Regions from separate parts of the Rattus norvegicus genome. Here region 1 is linked to region 2. Evidence: chromatin contacts called from public Hi-C data. All regions are on one chromosome and are shown on one strand. The core of a region is the stretch at or near the end of the contact, and the rest is flanking DNA. Distances in the headings are between cores, read along the strand shown.

Region 1 (5,543 bases), core at 1,589-4,088, 170 kb after region 2:
GAGAACTTACTCTCATTTCACAAAGTGCACCGAAGAATGATGATGTGTCATCTCCCAATGGATGTGGAAAATGGTAATGGTGAGAAAGAGAAAAGGTGACCGTTGTACCGCTTACCCTCCAAGGCCAGAGTCACCAGGCAGTGTGTGAGCTGAGTGTTTACTGGGTCATGGGTGGAGAGGCAGAGAAGGGGGGAGAGTTTCGGACCTCTGGCTGTCACCTGCTTCTTAGTTTTCTAGCAAGCATCAGCCTGAAAGGCATGCTCATGCCTTGTCTGTGTAATTCTGCAACCTGTAGCAACCTGCCACTGTTTTTGCATAAAGTTTGTAATCCTGCCCACAAACTAGAAAATCCTGCCATGAATTACTATGTGAGGTTACAGAAAAAAAAACTGATGGCAGAGATAGCTTATTAAAACATCACAGTGCCTGTGTGAGACCATTTGTATTATTATCTTATGGTGAAGGGGGAAGAGAACGTTCAGTAAACTATTCTTCCAAATGTCTAACTATGGGTACTATTGTGATGTTACCTTAAAAACAATCCATCCCATATAACCAAGGACAGTGTGCAGAATTGGGTTGTGACTTTCCTGGGCTCCATTAAGTAAACAATTGAGTCAGACCGTGCACAGGGAAACAATGACTTGTGGTACTTACGGATTGTGTATTTACCTGCATCATCTGCTTTCACATTCCTTACCATCATCCAGAAGTTCCCATGACAAAGTGACTAAAGATAATAGTGGATACTCATCTAGTAGCTTAAAATTTTTGTGGGTCATTTCCAATGGGAAAGTCAGATAGTCCTATGAGACCAGGAAAGAAGAGACACAGTCACTCTGAAGCAAATAATGGTGAGTGTAAGAAAAAAAAGTCAAGAATTAGTGAGATCAAGGGTGAAGCTGAGTGGTAGAGCACTTGCCTAGCATGCGCCAAGGCCTGTGTTCAGTCCTCAATATTACACAACCAATGAACTGTCGCTCCCATTAAAAAAAAATAGGCTTGGGTGTGACTACTGCATGCACACGCATGTGTGTGTGTATTTACATGTGTAAGCACACGTATGTGTTCATACATGACATTGTGTTTATTCATCTGTGTATATGTGTGTACATGAGTCTCTCTCTGTGTGAATGGTTTGGAACAGGAATCGTGCAACTGGCTGTTACCACCACACTGTTGTGCTCAAGGTCCTTTACTCATGCAGGCTAGAGAGAAAGAAAACATTTTGGGTACCGTGACACCTCTAAAGAAATATTCTAGAAGGGTCTCTGAGTAGAACTAACTTCCTTTACAACACCTTTGCAAGTAAAACAGAAATATCCCCAACTAAACCCCTGGGTCTAGTTCATTCCAAACCACTGGCCCTTTTCGCTCTGGTTTATGGCTCTACAGAACTTTTGGGAGAAGAAGATGTGAGTGGCTTTCCAGGTGTGAAGTAAGCTGTACCAGATGTCTTCCACAGACCAAGTATGCGTTCTGCTTTCTCTACTGAAACCACAGAAGAATTCCACCATTTCCCCTCAGTCCTTACATCATTTTTCTTTTCTCCACACACCATCCATGAAGCTTCTGATTAGAGGATTGATGTTAAAAAGTATGGCCCAGTCATACCAGCCCATCATTTCACTTGATGCTCATCTCAGAACGGGACCGCTCTCATTCTAAACCAGAGGCTCTCTTTGAAAACCACTGGCTTACTCTTACTATCCATTTCTCATCAATAATATCAAAGGCCTCACTGTTGGCATAATTCTGGTTGAAATCCAGCAGGTACGGAGTCTCCTCCCTCACCTTTTCAGTGCTTTGGATGCTGTACCATTAACAGAGAACAACTGAGCTGAGATAAGGAAACCCACTGTAGACATAGGCCTGTTCACCTCCATGTGTTTGTGTGTGTGTGTGTATGTATGTATGTGTGTGTGTGTGTGTAGGCTAGGGGATGATCTCAGGCATCATTGCCAAAATACCATCCATCTTTTAACAGTCTAACACTGTTCTAAAACTCATCCAATAGGCTAGGTGGACTACCCAGCAAGCCTCAGAGAGCCTCCTCCTGTTTCTTCCTCCCCAGAACCGGGTTTGCAAACATGTGTCACATCACATGCAACCTTTCCATGCAGGTTCTGGGGATCAAAGTCAGGTCTTGGTGCTCACAGGGCAAGCACCTTATCAACCAAGCCATCTCCCCAGCATGGATTTGCTTTATGACAGTACAGTCACACCAAGGTTGCCGAGCAAGCTTTACAGTAAACTCTTAACCCAGCAGGACTCCTCCATTCAAGGAAAATAATAGCAAGGGGACTGATGTGTTCAGGAATTGCCATGAGCAAGGAGTTTATGCAAAAATAATTCTTCAGAAAGCTCTGCAGGATCTGAGAAAGGCCAGTAATTATGGTGTCATCCTGGCCTTTCCAGAGATAGTTTGTGGAATGCAGTTTTTCCTCCGCCTCCTTCAAACTACTGAGCAATAAACAGTCATTTGTGATAATTGCCAAAGATGACCTTTGCTGGGGAGGCATGGGGTGTGAGATTCTGGTCCAGTGTAAGGGGCCATTGGGCTAAGTTTCTTTTTTCCCTCAGCCATTTTTATTTCTGCAGCTCTCGTATATAACTCTAGGCCGCCATCGCCCACATCGTCTCTGTGGCTCCAAACCCACCTTCTGGGCTCTACTTTTAAAAGGAAGAACAATGTCTATTTTTGTTTCTTCTCTTCCTCTCACACCCAGCTCAATGTGATGCCACAAATATGGCTAGCTGTTTGGAATAATTTGCAGAATTTAACATTACAGGCAAGCTCCATCCTTCCAGTGTGTATTTTGAGTATTTTATCATGAGTGTCAAGATTTTATGCATTACAGTATGCTCATGATATTTCTCCATGCTTTATTTTGGGCATGATAGAATCTGTAGCAATTAGTTTCTCACAAGTCTATTTTGCGCTGACGAATCTGTTATTTGCTCCTCGGGTGGATTCTTTGAGTCTACCTTTAACATGACTGTCTTTACTCCCAGACTGATGCTCTCTCTTTGGGTTTGGCAGATGTCCTCTGGCTTCTGAGCTCTGCTCAGCCTTTTCAAATGCAACTTGGTGAGATGTCAAGCGCAAATGAAGACGGAGCTATAGGGTGGTGAACCATAAACACGAGTTAAATTTTAAAACGCGCTTTTACCAACAGGAAGTGAGAGAACGTGTGCAAGAATAAAACGTGAGGATTGCGATTCATAGTTTAATCTCGTCTAAAATGGAAGTCTTTCTGTCTCTGGAGCCAGAAAGAGAATAGACATCAGTTGTTTGGGACCCATTAAATGGACCACGGCTGACCTGAAGGGCATAATTTACCTGCAGGTGTGTGCTGCTTAACAAGAGTAAATGGGAAAGAATCCATTAGGTGATTTCATTGTGTGAACATTCCAGTGTCCTTATAAAAATTCAAAGGATGCAGGTCAGTCCCTCTGTGGAGAATCTTGATCATCTGTTTACAGTGCATTTTATTTATGTTTATGAACACATAACATTATATACCTAATTAGGAGTTTACTTTTTAAAATATTTATCTTGCTCTTAACCATGTCTATGTGGTAGGACATGCACGCGTGAATATAGATATCTGTGAAAATCAGGAGTGGCCATCAGATCATCTGGAACTGGACCTATAGTCAGCTATGAGCCACTCCACATGGATGCTAGGAACTGAATTCAAATTCCCCATAAGAGGTGAACCCACACTTAACCATTGAGCCATCTCTCATGGACCAACCATTGAATACACTTTAAAAAAAATGATTAGAAGTACAGTACCACAAATAAGTAAACTACAAACCTCATTATTTTTATCTCTGTCTCATATGCACCATGCGTACTCATACATGTGTTCTAGACCTTTCTGCAGTTGGAGGAGATAAAATAGTAACATAATGATGTTATCAATATTGATTGCTGCAGAGAAATGCCTCACATAGGCATCTTAAGGATTTATTTCATGGTTGCCGAGGCACTCATGTATGGGCTCTGTTCATTCTGACCTACAGCATCACGATGGCAAGAGCTTGTTTCATGGTATACAGGAAGCAAAGAGAGGGAAAAAAAATCTAGGGACCAAGTGAAAGCTTCAAATGTATTCGTGCAATGACCCGTTGCTTTCAGCAAAGTGCTAACTTCTAGTATTCCCAGCACCTTTCCAAATAGAGTCACCACGTAGGAAAAAATACTTTAAGTCACCTGCTATTGATGGAGGAGGGTACTTCTTACGTAAGCTGTACCAATATTGATGATGGGTGTGCCCAATGTGGGCCATTTGGGAAGTCCCTTGGACATGGTCCATTTAAGCTGAGATACAGATTGTGTGTTTTTTTTTAAATATATGATTTGGTGTTTTCATGCATGTATGTCTATGAGAGACTGTTGGATCCACTAGAGCTGAAGTTGTAGAGAGCTGTTGAAAGCCCCATATAGGTGCTAGGAAATTAACCTGGGTCCTCTTAAAGAACAGCCAGTGCTTTTAGCTGCTGAGCCAACTCTCCAGCCCCAATAGACTGCTTTGTATTAATGAACCGGCAGGAGAATTAAACTTAGAACATTGTGCATGCCAGGTAAGTATCCTACTATTAAGCCATTTCTCCCCAGTTCATTTTACACAGTCTTCTGAGATGGGGTCTCACTGGGTTGCCTTGGTTATGTAGCCTAGGTCCCTTAGAACTGGCCAATGTCCTGCTTCAAACTCTTGAGTAGCTGAGATTCCTGGCCTGGACTACAAGGCCTGATGAGACGCCTATTAATTTTTAATTCTAACCAAGTGCTATGTTATATAACCTTAGCCCCAAAATATTGCTCCTTTAGTTATTTATAACTGTTCATTAGGATTCTAATTGGTAAAAATGCAGTGTTAACATATATTAGAACTTGGCTCTTACAGCATCTGGGGATCAGGTTTTAGATGAGCTAAGGGTAATTTGGGGCTTTTGTGGTGGCATCTGCGGGCCATTATTTTTAGTATTGAGGTCTTTACTCTGAGGAGGCACTTTGGATCTTATAATATCACAATGGCTGTCCCCATAAAATATGTTTTCAAGGAAAATATGTTAGAGAAAGGCAATGCTGCATTTAATTCTAGTTTCCAATCAGATTCTTAAAAAAAAAAATCATGGCTCCCACCAACGCTTTCTTTTAGGAAAATATTCCACAGAGAGCATAGAGTGAAATCAAATCATGTCTCACTGTCTTAAATACCTGTATCATATTAACCTCAAATGTCCCTGAGCGTGTTATACATACTACATGACAAATAATAACTCATGTCTTATTTTGTTAGCATGCAGAGAGGCTAGTTTTTATATATTTATGTTCTGTTATTTATTACTTTTATGTATATTTTTATATTTTTGATGACATATGTTTTCTTTATCATTCCTAGATGATGGGGAATTTATTTAATTTTCATTGTCTTCTCTCATGTATATGTGTTATTGCGTGTGTGTTTGAGTGTGTGTGTGTGTGTGTGTGTGTGATCCTAAAGTTGGCTTCATTTGTCATACCTGATCAC
Region 2 (5,047 bases), core at 1,401-3,900:
CTTGCTGTGCTAGTGTTGCTGGGCTCTAGTGTAGACAGATTGTCCTGGAGTTATTATTGACTGTGTTTTTATCTTAGTATCTGTGCATCTGGGAGTGGAAAGAATATAATTCTTGTTGCCGATATCTGGTTTCCACTTTGTTAACTTTATTTGGTTCCTTACTTTCTGTCACCCTCTCTGATTGTGGGAGAGGGGCTATGTGTTGCCTGGTAGAAAATTCTTCTGGGATCCTAATGATGTGGCCACTAGGGGTTCCAAGTTAAATGCATTTCTAGTTATTGGGAGCTGACATGTAGGAATGGGGATGGGCTAAGAAGGAGGCATTCAGAGGCTCCACAGGAGAGATCAAATCAGTATTTTACCAGGATTTACTTAATTTCCTGAAACAGAGGCAGAGAATGAGGAGAGGTTTCAGCAGGTAGTCTGCTTCAAAACTGGGGATGGTGATGGGGGATTAGACTCCAGGAATTTAGGAAGTAAAGACCTGAAGTTAGCTTACCTGCTTCAGTGGTCAAAATGGAATTGGTAGACCCTCATGTCAATCCATTTTATTTAAAATTGTTTCAATACTTAATGGGGAAAGGGTTTTGTCGGTTTTTTGAAAATTATATTTTGTTTTTCTTTCTTTGAAGCAAGGCCTTCAGTCAAGATTGGCTTGTCAGTATAAAGTTTTTCTACACAGACTGGCTTTCTTCAAATGTTGACACTTTCCTCTCTTCTCACACAGCTCATCTTTTCTTCATCTTTTGGGTCAGTTTCTCATCCTCACCCCTTCATCATGGTGTCTACACACTTATTGACTGTGTTCCACTTCCCACTCCCTGTTTTCCCACCCCGCATATTTGAAAATGCCCACATCGACTAGCATTTTTTGAAGCTGCAGTAAGTGACCTCGTCCCTCTTCCTTTCCAGCATCTGCCCTTATTTGTCTTTTTTGGATCTTGGCTAGGTTTTGTCTCCATTGTATAAAAAGGTAGCCCACCACAGCTATGTAACTATCAGGTGTTGGACAATGCACTCCTAGCTCAAGGTCCTTAAACAGTCACAGAAGCACTAAAGAATTGGAGCGCACCAAGGGTCAGCCTTGCACTGGAGCAGGGAATGAAAATCTGGCCACCTTCTCTTCCCAACATCTTTTTTTCCACATGGAAAGGTTTTATGAGAGAAGAAGAGTAGAAGAGGAGAGGAGTAAATGCCGGCCATGAGCACGTGGAGGGAAGGGGGGAAGGGAATGGGGAGAGAAGGGACAAAGGAGAAAAGTGGAAGAGGGCAAGAGCAAGAGGCAAGAGGTCTTCCCAACATCTTGTTCCATTAGTGGGGATCACCAGAATCTTGGGAGTCCATGAAGGTGATTTATCACAGTACTCAGCTTCCTAAGGCACAGAACAGGATGGAGAAGGTACTGAACTCATCCACAGATGACGCATACTCCATCAGGCTGCAGGTCAGGTATGACTTCTGGAAACTCTGATGTTCCCTTAAGGTGGAGAAATGACTTTGCTCCAGGCTGTTCTGTCACTGCCACCCATAAAACTCACTGTGCCATGAATCCTTATTGATCTCCTCCATGGACACTTGGTTCAGTGAAGTAGGTTATTGTATGAATCCCTGATTTGGCTGTGTGTGTGTCATTTCAGCTGATGACAGTCACAGACCACCATGCTGAAGGAATGCAGATATTTGAAGATGATGGTGGTGGGGACACTGGGGAAGCCTTCAGTAGGAGTAGACATTGTGATTCAGTTCCAAAGGGAAGACATTCTTTCCATTCGTTTAACTCTTCTTAAATTAAAAATAATATTTTTATTGCATGTGTATTGGCACTCTTTTCTTTCTTCTTCCCCTTCTGTTTGTAATAACATATTATGTTTTGAACTTTAGACATAGTGTTGATACAGGCCTATATAGTGCAATCCGATCACACTTAAGCACCTCTAGCCTACCTTTTTGCTTCTTTTGTCTTGAGACATGTCTTCTACATTGTATGGCTCAGGCTTACTCCAGCTGGACTTGAACCCATAGCAATCCTTCTACCTTAACCCTGGGTGCTGAGCTTACATGCATGAACTACCAGGACAGACAAGAATTTTTTTCCTTTAATGGATTAAAAAAACCACTTGGAAACTAGAAAGCTTGTAAGAAGCATATAATACTTTGGTACACGTTATTTGTTTTTCTTTGCTGACTCCTACTTTGGAGGTCATGTGTATTAAATTTATGTCTCTCATTATTCCTATTTAAAATCCATATGTAATACTTAACTATCTAAAATTCTACCTTCCCAAGCATTCCTTATGAAGATCTTCCCTCTTGTACCTTCCCATATGAGGCTGGGATGACAAGCATTGTGATACCTTTGTGGCACACACACACACACACACACACACACACACACACACACCCCATGTTCAAATGAGGACATTCATTACAATTCATTAAATTTGCTCATAAAACGAGCTCGATATCCCTTGGGCCAGGTCCATTAAATGAATCTATTTGGTTCATTTATGAATCATTTTTTTTTCTTATGTTCGAAAGGCAGCTTCTATGAGTTACTGTGAGCAAAGAGGCCTCACAAGACAGATTCAGGAATGCAGCAGCCAAAACCCAGGGCCTGCACAGAAATTCCTGAATAAAAATATCACAGAGGGAGAGGGAGGACCATATGTCTGTCTGCTGGTGTTCTGTGCTTGGCACCAACTGAGTTCCCAAGGGCTGCCTTGTGCAGGAGGTAATTATATCATGGCACGTTGTGCTTGGAGGTGTCGACTGCAGAATCTGTGTGAGCTAGTGACACAGGGTCTTCCAGGTTGATCCGAGAAAATCTATTTTTCTATTACCCATTGAAAGATGTGAGACACATTCATTATCTTGCTACGACTTGGATGCTAATCGTTTAGATGCAAAGTATTCTCCTATATTCCCCTTCCTTCTAAAATTACAAGGAGTCCCCCACCATGGTTTGCTGGGTTTATTCCTATTTCTATCTCTTCATCTCTCTTCTCAAATTTCCAGAGGTGGGGCATTGTTATTACTATGGTTACTGTAGATGAATTTTATAGCAACATCAAAATAATAATGCATGTACAGAATCGTATGCATCTCCTGCTAGCCTTGAACACACTAAGTAGTTAAGGATGACTTTGATCATCTCGTCTTCTTGTCTCCACCTCTTAAGTTGCATGAATCACATCCAGGCCATGTGCTACCAGCCTTGCTTCATGTGGCAGTGGAGAGTGAATCTTGGGCTTCATGAATGCTAGGTGAACATTCTGATAATTGAGCTACATGCCCAGTCTGTACTGCTGCTGTGAAACTACTAAGAAAATAACAATTAATAATAATGATGATGATAATAATAATAATCAATACATTTTAAAAAGTCATGTAAAATTAGAGTAGGAAGAATGCCTGTTTTTCAGAATATATGGTATACATGGTGTCATTTGTATTCTACTTCTGCAACTTGTCACCATTCAAAAGTAGACCCATAGCTCTGGTAAGTATTTTAACACTTAGTGGAAAATGTGCCCTTTGTCTCTTGCCAGGTGTGTCACATTTCAGGTCATTTGCTCATCTGATTTCACAGCCTGGGGCTGCCAGCACAACAGTGAAAAGCTGCCAGCATCCATCATGTGGCAAGAGCAGAGGGAGGAAGAAGCTGTTCACAAGTGACAGCTGAGAATGCCTGGAGGTCTTAGGGTGAGAACACGTGACCTTCTTCATGGAAATCAACCAAAGAGAAAAACCAGACAGAACAGCGTGCAATTAGATGGGCAGGTATTCTGTCCCACAATACTGACTCTGGACATCATCTCCTGAGAAGTCCTAGCTTAATTCCTGGTGGGCTTTGGGGACGGAGAACATGCCCTGAAATTATTTATAGTTACTGTTAAAATAAAATAAAACAAGCCATTCTGCTGTTTCTTAGTACTTTTCAAACTTCAGCAAAATTTAAATAGTGAAGGAAGGAAGTCACAGGAAGAATGGGAACCCATTACATCAGTTTGGTCCAATGAATTTTTACTTTTAAGATGGATTGGGGTTGGGGATTTAGCTCAGTGGTAGAGCGCTTGCCTAGCAAGCGCAAGGCCCTGGGTTCGGTCCTCAGCTCTGAAAAAAAAAAGATGGACTTTCTTGAAATGGTTTTTAAATATGTGCATATGTTTACTTCTGCATGTAGATCTTGCCCGCAGTACAGAAGGCCACAGAGGCCAGTAGGAGTTGGATCCTTGGGAGTTGGGGTTATAGGTGGTTACAAGTGTTGAGATCGGAATTTGCACACTTGGCAAAAGCAAGCACCCTTAATTGCCCAGCCATCTCTGCAGCCTTCTGTTTTAAATAAGTAAGATAATTAATTAATTAATTAATGTTTGATATTTGCGTGAGAGCTTGCATTTGCCATGGTGCAAGTATGTAGGTTGGAGGACAGCTTGCAGGAGTTGGTTCTATCCTTCAACCATATAGGTCCTGTGGATCAGACTGAGGTCCTCGGGCTTGGCAGTAAGTGTCTTTTCCGGCTGAGCCATTTCACCAGCCCCTAGTGGATTTTTACACAGGGCTGTTATTATCATCCTTTTGGATATCTACCCTAATGTCTTTGTAATTTGACTTTAAGGGTATTCTTTGTGTGAGTATAGTCATGGAATAATAGGAAGTTGTAAAGCTAGTTTGCAGTCTCGTTCCTTTCAGCTGGTGTCTCCCCATGATGTAGGTCATCCTATAGAGCTGTAGTCAAAAGTCAAACCTAGGGAACACCCATTCAGAGCCTGCCCCACATGTGGCCCATACATATACAGCCACCCAATTAGACAAGATGGATGAAGCAAAGAAGTGCAGGTCAACAGGAGCCGGATGTAGATCGCTCCTGAGAGACACAGCCAGAATACAGCAAACACAGAGGCGAATGCCAGCAGCAAACCACTGAACTGAGGATAGGACCCCCGTTGAAGGAATCAGAGAAAGAACTGGAAGAGCTTGAAGGGGCTCGAGACCCCATATGAACAACAATGCCAAGCAACCAGAGCTTCCAGGGACTAAGCCACTA

Evidence for each region. Hi-C and Micro-C count contacts between places; a contact is called where the count stands out from the background.
Region 1: a Hi-C map of frontal cortex shows a contact between it and region 2, with 2.0 times the contacts expected there. The contact joins two enhancer-like sites.

The regions. Positions count from the first base shown.
Region 1 is chr17:69,125,248-69,130,790 of GRCr8, forward strand. No RefSeq gene overlaps it. Among named protein-coding and RNA genes, the nearest start is that of Klf6, 330 kb to the right of the region's middle. Within about 2 kb of position 2,839, at least 9 of the 93 cell types and tissues checked have an H3K27ac peak or open chromatin away from gene starts, as enhancers often do.
Region 2 is chr17:68,954,666-68,959,712 of GRCr8, forward strand. No RefSeq gene overlaps it. Among named protein-coding and RNA genes, the nearest start is that of Pitrm1, 220 kb to the left of the region's middle. Within about 2 kb of position 2,651, at least 14 of the 93 cell types and tissues checked have an H3K27ac peak or open chromatin away from gene starts, as enhancers often do.